2 separate regions of the Mus musculus genome follow, and region 2 is linked to region 1. A link is a contact called in public HiChIP or PLAC-seq data. All regions are on one chromosome and are shown on one strand. The core of a region is the stretch at or near the end of the contact, and the rest is flanking DNA. Distances in the headings are between cores, read along the strand shown.

Region 1 (3,697 bases), core at 626-3,125:
TGGGGAAGTTGAGAAGCAGTCCTCTAGTACCAGACACAGGAGCAAGTGTGAAGCCCAAGGCTCCATTTTAGGCTTTGCACCTTCTGTGACCTATGGGTCCACCTGTAGTTGGAGCCTGGCCCCAGAAGCAGCCCAGAGTCCAGATGGGAGGAGGTTTCATCATTGTAAACCGGACACTGTCAGCACACTGCAGGGAAGGCACTTGGTACTGGAAGCCACGGTATTGGTTTGAAGGGACACTCAGGGACAAGACACTGCCTTGTGGGCAGCAGGTGAGCACCTTCTACTCTCACCTGCTACACCTGTGTCTTACTGACAAGTCTGCTCAGATTCCCCGCCCGTGTCAGAGGTCAGGTCCACAGCCCCACTTCTATTGATCAGAAACAGTTATTTACACGAGGAACTTCAGGTAAAATTCCCAGTCGGAGGTTTTGCAAAAGTTGTCTCATAGGCTGTGAGCTGTCTTTACTTTTGCATCAAAACAAAGGTTTCATTTGAGGATTACTGCCTTCCAATACTTGCTTCGATCACTTCTCCCTCAGGTTTGTAAGCACATAGAAATGAATTTCCATAGTCTCTGGTGAAAGTTGGACTTTATTCATAGCAAATGGTCAGCTAAGGGCCACTGTTCCCTTATGCAGAGCATACCCTTATGGCTCAACAGCCTGGACACCTCCGTCAAAATCAAAGGTGGTATGTCCCTGTAATCCCAGCCCTCAGAAGCCTGAGGCCAGCCTGACCCAGTGGATTTGCAGAGTCCTTTCCAGCCCTCTGCCTGTTTTTCCGGGTTTATACCTACACTCCATCGGTTTGCCCACTGCAGATTTATAGGAAGTCTTGATCAGGCAAGATGAGCCCTCAACTGTCCTTTGTCAATGTTGTTGAGGCCACTGTAGGTCCTTTATACTTCCATATAAAACATAAATGCAGATTTCTGATTTCTACAAAACCTCTGCTCCAACATTGATTAGAATCACACCGGAGCATCATGCCAATCTTGGTAGAACAGACACGTCAATACCACTAAGCATTCCCCGAGCCTGGGACAGCTCCACATACTCAGGTCTCACTAATTGGTATAAGCTGCATGTGATGGCTCTCAGGATGCAGGTCTTAGAGAGCACTGACCTAAGACAGTTCTGAATAGTTCATACTTTGGTGCTATTATAAAGGGTAATGTTATCTAAATTTCAGCTTGCAAGAGAATCATTTACAAGTTGATAGCTTGCAAGCCATTGGACACAGGACAAGATGTCAAAGACCTAAACAAAGTACTTCCATGTTAACAAGCCCAGTCCTGGTCGCTTGTGAGAGTACTGCACCCTGGTGGCTCACTGAAGGAACCTCGCTCTCATTATTCCAACACACTCCATTAAAGAAGTTGATCCTATACCTCAAACAGATTGTGTTTGTCTCTGGGTTGGATTCTCAAACCACAGCCTGAAAGGTAAAAGTGTGTCCATAGGGGCATGGAGTAAGCTGGATGGAGGAGCAGAGGCCATGTGGAAAAGGACTAAAACAGCTTCATTTATAGGACTGGCCACACTCCATCTGGTTGCCACATCCCATGAGGACACTGGAGTTCCCCCTGGTCTCTACCCACCTAGGTCTGACCTTGCATCTCTTTTGTGAAAGGCAAAAGACTGAATTCAAGAAAAATAACAACAAACTGGGTTCAGTCACTATTGCTAGACTGCTCTATAAATTCACTTTAATATGAATTTAAGGCTAGATCAGATAGGTCTTTAAATTAGTAACAACCAGCCTGTCCACAGATGAATGTCCTCCCATTGTCCCCCAAATCTTACAGCTGTCCCCACCAACTACCTAGTCACACTCTACTTCCTTCTTTGATGCTCTAAGCATAGCAAAACTCTGACTTCCTTTCTCCCTGTCAATCATGGTCAGATAGTCTATGTGCCAGTGATGGGAGCCCCTTCCTGTGCTGCCTGATGCAATATTTGCTCCCTGAATGCCAGGTGCTTCCTATATGTCCTCGTGTGTTGGCTTAAGTGTCTGTTCCCTTCCATGTAGTATGTAACATGGTACATGTTATATGTTGTTGGCTCTGGAGCCCAATTGAAAGCACAGGCTTCCGCTGCGCTGTGCTCTGCGTGGGTTACTAAATTCCCTTGGCTCTACTTGGGCTAAGGAACGGCTCGTGCTCAGTAGCTGCAAGGACCCAGCTAAGACAGTGCTGGCCACTAAGGGCTCCTTGGCAACTGCCTAGCTCGTACTAGAGCTTGCACAGTGATGTCAACCTGGGATGTCAGTTACTGAACCCAGCAAAGCACACAAAATGATACCATAGGAACCCAGCTAGCTCTGGTAGGGTGACTGGCCAGTAGGACTGACAGATGCAGCTGCCTACAGACAAATGTTGGGGCCTCAGCTGTGCTCCACACAACCCTTACTGAACTATCTGGCACAGAAAGACCCTTGTGTGGGGGTCGGGGGAAGGTACATTAGCAAGGTGAGCTGAGGAAACAACACTCCACACTGATACATCTATGTCCTTCTTTGTAAGATGCTTCTTTCGCAGCTCCTCATCCTAATGCATTCCCAGAGTCTGGGCCAACGTCTCAACCACACCCTCTATATTCAACAGCCCAGAACACAGGTCCTGAGGGGCAGAAGCGAGGGTAGCCATCCTTGTGTCTTGGGCCAGCAGCAGGCTGAACACACAGGAGCACACCCTGGTTTTCGAGGGCTGACAAACTGGCTATACCTCATCCTTAGGTCAGGTAAGCGGGTCCAAGATCTTGGCTGAGCCTGGCAGACTTTGGTTGCTGAGAAGCAAACCCATGGCTCTGTCCTCTAAGGGTATGGGTGGTGGTGTTCCAGAGTTCCTCCATGTGGTCATTTGATGAGCCTCCCTATGGCACAGGGCACATGCACCTCCCTCTGAGACTTTTGTCCGACTACTGCCAGAGGTGAGTTGAGCACCACTTGCCCAGCAAAAAGCAGCCCACAAGAGAATGCAACATTCTCATCTAGTCATGGGGATCTGGCATTCAGGAGGCGAGTGCTACCGAGCAGTCACTACATTATCTCAGGGGAGCAACCATGGGTATGCAAAGATGACTTGGGCTCTGGTCATCTCCTATTCCAAACCTGGTATTGGTGGATTGGTCGTGTCTCCACAGTACCGAACCTGGGGGAGAGTAACACTGGAATGATGTTGGGGAAGTGTTGAGGACATATACCAACATCCTGCATGCCAGGCAGCCATTGCCACCTCTTCCTCCTCAGTCAATGTTCTCTAAACCAGGACAGAGTAAGTGTTCTTTCCTTAAGACCATGGCAAGTAGGCAACATGGCTGGTTGGAGTTATATCACCCTTGTGAACGGCCATAGATTCAATCAAAGTATTCACCAAGGTTCAATCGAATAGGTTCACCAAGCTGGTGGCCCCATCCCTCCTTCCAGTACTGAGCCTTCCCAGAATGCTGTGACATTCCCTCCCTGTCCTACATCCATAAGCAGATATCCCAACCTCTTCTTCCTGACTACCTTGGGTCTAAATATGAGTGACAACGGAGAGGTGGGGATAGGCATGGCCGATGGGCACTCATAGACACTTGTGGCTAAGCAGAGGAAAGCTCTGGCATGTGTACCATGTTACTACGGCTCTCTGCCCCAAACTCCTTTATCAGAAAGTAGACAGCACATGGGGAACATAGGCAACTGCTTTGCC
Region 2 (3,697 bases), core at 680-3,179, 74 kb before region 1:
GTGCCTAAGAGACACATGAGGGTCAGAATAGGTCCCTCAATATTTGACAGGATGTACTTAAAAAGGTCAATTTGGTTGCTCGTCACTGTGGTAGAGGTTCTGCTGGTTAGCACTGGGCTGTGCTGCAGGGCCATGTACTCCAGTCAGAGTCTCATGAGGTAACCTCCTTGAGTCCTGCTGTTTGGAGCCAGTATGCAAGTGTCCAGTAGCTTGGCCTGGGCACCAAACAGATGTCTGGGAGTTACTAGGTCCTGCGGCTCCTGTTTCTCCATCCCTGAAACTCTATCCAGCTCCCTCACCTTAGTCTCCTAGGTCAGGGGGCTATGGGTTGGCAGCTGAAAAGGAAGCCTAGGTCTGTGCAGGAGTGGGTCTTCCACTGCCATGCTTGATCACATACAGTTGGCACAGAGATGGGGTGGCACTAGCAGAGAGGATAAAATCCCTGGTATTTCCTACCAGACAGGTGTGAAACGGGCACCGGCAGCATGACCAAGTCAACAGAATAGCTCAGTTGGTTGCAAAGTCCCCTCAGCACTTTAGGTCATAAGACTTGGGATCTGACATAGCCACAGGGCTGGAGAGAGGAGCATCCACAGCCACTGAAGCTTATGCCTGCAACAATCCCGTATCCTTAGGAGCCTCCTTCTGTACACTGCTAGGAGGAGGATGCAAAGGCCAAGAGGCAAAGCATAGCTGCAGAGGATGGTGGGTAAATCTGGAAGTTTGGTCCACTACACACCACACATTGCTTTCTGTTAGGCCTTTGGCCTTCCCTTCCACCCCAGGACACCAAGGCCTGGAAGTCTGAAGGGAACCAGGGCTGTTGTTGCGGATATCAAGGTTCCTGGAGCACCAAAGGGCAACGCTTCAGAGCTCTCCCGGGAAGCCACGTGACGGGGACTCTGAAGACTGGTTTGTTTTGTTTTCACATTGGAAAGAGGTCTTTAAAACATAGAATCATTTATTACTCATAGCTAATTCCTTTCTTCAGGCCATGGAAATGGTACGGGGAGAAAATAATTCATACACATGGGTGCACACATGGAGACAGATGCACAGAATACAAGTACACATATGCACACAGGCATGCAAACATGCCATGGTGACATACACAGGTGCTTATGTACACAGGGCGCATACATGTGTGCACATACTCATGTTCTTAGATACACATGTACACACATGCATGCGGATGCACACACCAGCACTGACACACAGGCACACCTGAGGAGGTCGCTGAGAAGGCTGCCTGCTTCAGCAGGTACAGGGCCCCTTACCTGGGGGGGAATGAGATGTCCAGTTCATACAGTCTGTCCTTAAAGACAGACAACTCCTTGTCAAATTCCAAGAGCTAAAGAAAAAGAAAGAAGAGAACAGAATCACTTGTTTTCCTCACTAGAAGATGGGGTCTGGGTGTACCTGGGTTGTGTGCAAATTCCTAAAAAACAGTATGACAAACATCCAGTGTGATCTAACCCTACTCAGAGACCAGGATCCATTGCCACCAAGACTCAGGTCACCAGCCTGTCTTTACCACCCAGCCGCCTCTGCTGTGAGAAGTGCAAGGACGTTGCTTAGCTGCCTGGCCCTGCTCACAGGAGTCACGGGAAGACTCCCCGAGAAGCACACATCCCCTGAGTGGGGCCCGGCAGTCCTTTCCATGGAGAGGGAAAATGTCCAGTGCTGAAAGTGGTCCTCAGAGCGAGCAAGAGCAACTCAGCACACTACAAACTGCAGCCGAGTCTGCACACTGCTTCGAGTGACATTCACTTCCTCAAACACAGGAGGTGGCAGACGCCGGGCTCCCTCAGGAGGCTTCCATCAGAGTACTGTGCCTGCTGGAAGGAGAGGTCCCACCAGCCATGACTGTCCAGTCACCATGAACACCCTGTGGGATACTACCCATTAATCATGTCCTACCCCACAGCTGTGCGCAGCCGTGGCATCGCACTGGGGCTCCCCTTAAAACCACACCGTGTCTTCATCTCTTCCTTCCTCCTCATCCATCATTCTTGAATGTGCAATTACCGGCATGTGTATACTGTAATTACTTGTGTGCCAGCCTGCTTCCTGCCTACTGGTGTGGGTCTCCTGCCTGTGTGCCTTCTCAGAGCTGCCTTCATCAGATCAGCACCAGGCTGGGCGCCACTCCTATCAACTAGAGTGACTTTGAACTGGTTAAGGACCAAGTCAAAGACAGCTGAAATCCCCCCTGAGGTGACGCTGTTTATGGGAGAGGAGAAAGGGGTAAGCCATCACTCCAGACAGTCCCCTTGTTTAATGTCATAACCTCAGAGCCATGCAGCAGCATACTGGATATTCACAGACTCAAGCCAGAGGTCCTCAGACCCTGGCTGGCGTGGCTCCAACACTGGCTTCTTTCTGTCTGGCACTACTTTGATGAACAAAAGAGGAAGATACGTGTTTGTTTAGAGCTGTCATCTGTGTGAGTCAGGAGCCAGTGTCCCCCACGGGTCTAGGTAGAAGCCTGAGGCAGCTCAAAGTTAGAAAGTACCACAAGAAACAGGTGCACTGGGCCAAAGCCCAGAGGCAACTGCTAACTGCAGTTTTAGGAAAGCGTGGGCGGAGCAGAGCATCCCACTCTCCTAAATATCTTTTCTCCATGTTTACCGTGGACTTGTAAGGAGGACATGCAACCTTGTGGGATCTTCTGAATGTCCTCTTGAGGGGGAACTGCACCTCTTCTCTTCAAAAATGACCAATTGCTTCTGCCTGCTGAGGTTCTGGAGGCCTACTGCCTCCCGTGAGTTATGTGCCAACTTCTTCAGGCTAGTGTAGGATTGCCTCTTCCTATTTGAAACAATGCTGTTTTACTCGGTGTCTGAATTTTCAATTATTCCTGCTCAGGATTCACTGCTTCCTGATCTGTAGACAGGTGTAAACACAGGCAGGTGGTAGCCAGTGGGACGTGGCCCTCTGTCCACCCACCCTGCCCCATATCGCCTGCTACATCTCTTAAGTTTCAGTGCTGCTTCTGGGTCAGGCCTCCTCCTATTCCCCAGTTTGCAAACTTCATCTTCACTCAGCCTTGGCATGCATACGTTAATTTCAGCAACTATAATTTTAGAGGCTCTGTATGTCCTCAACTATCAGGCTTTTTCATGGGTCTTCTGTGCCTCTGGCTATTGTTTTCAGACTCTTGATCAAAAGTCGAGTGGTTTTTTTCTCCATGCTCTGCAGACTGGAGTTGTGAGCTTATCTTTGATGGTTCAATGCTTGAGAGAATGAATGTCATCTACCTTCCAGGATATTCTAACCCAGTCACAGAAAATGGCAGACAAATTCTTGAATCCTCACAAGAAAGCTGTGGGTTGGGCATCCATTGCCCGGTGGCTACCTGGTGGCCTGAGGCCCACAGTCCTGACATGACACCTGTCTGGGCTACAGAAGCCATCAGAGTAGAGTCTTCTTGCCTTTATGGGTTCAAGGCCTGCTATGCCTTCTACCCTGGCTCTGGCCAGTCTTCTAGAAGCAGCAGGGGTACAAATTCTGGAAACACATATAGACAGGGACCCTGCAGAGATGGAATTTGAGCCAACATGATTTACTTAGCCTTGGAGAATGAAGTGCTGGTTTTGTGCCAGGTTAAGTGTTGCTCAGATGAAGGCAGATACCACCTTTGGCTACTAAGGTCCACAGGATTTTGTGAGCATAGAAAGGGCAGCTGAAGCATTTG

Evidence for each region. HiChIP or PLAC-seq counts read pairs in DNA pulled down with a chosen protein or histone mark.
Region 2: a contact with region 1 is called in an H3K27ac HiChIP or PLAC-seq map of the HPC-7 cell line, with 5 times the contacts expected there. The contact joins two enhancer-like sites. A contact is called at or near these places in 1 of 15 datasets of contacts at CTCF or cohesin (stem cell-derived epiblast-like cells), 19 of 484 Hi-C or Micro-C datasets (the HPC-7 cell line, adipose-derived mesenchymal stem cells, cumulus cells and 8 more), 6 of 115 datasets of contacts at active chromatin or transcription factors (the HPC-7 cell line, bone marrow-derived dendritic cells, cardiomyocytes and 1 more) and 2 of 9 other capture datasets (adipose tissue and embryonic stem cells).

What each region holds. Positions count from the first base shown.
Region 1 is chr7:139,490,774-139,494,470 of GRCm38.p6, reverse strand. The region is part of intron 4 of Inpp5a (inositol polyphosphate-5-phosphatase A); the gene reads right to left. Among named protein-coding and RNA genes, the nearest start is that of Gm33031, 90 kb to the left of the region's middle. Within about 2 kb of position 1,875, at least 7 of the 459 cell types and tissues checked have an H3K27ac peak or open chromatin away from gene starts, as enhancers often do. A contact at or near this core is called in the HPC-7 cell line, where this site is marked.
Region 2 is chr7:139,565,018-139,568,714 of GRCm38.p6, reverse strand. It overlaps Inpp5a (inositol polyphosphate-5-phosphatase A), which reads right to left. Exons shown (of 16, transcript NM_001127363.1): 12 at 1,278-1,351. Among named protein-coding and RNA genes, the nearest start is that of Gm33031, 16 kb to the left of the region's middle. Within about 2 kb of position 1,929, at least 25 of the 459 cell types and tissues checked have an H3K27ac peak or open chromatin away from gene starts, as enhancers often do. A contact at or near this core is called in the HPC-7 cell line, where this site is marked.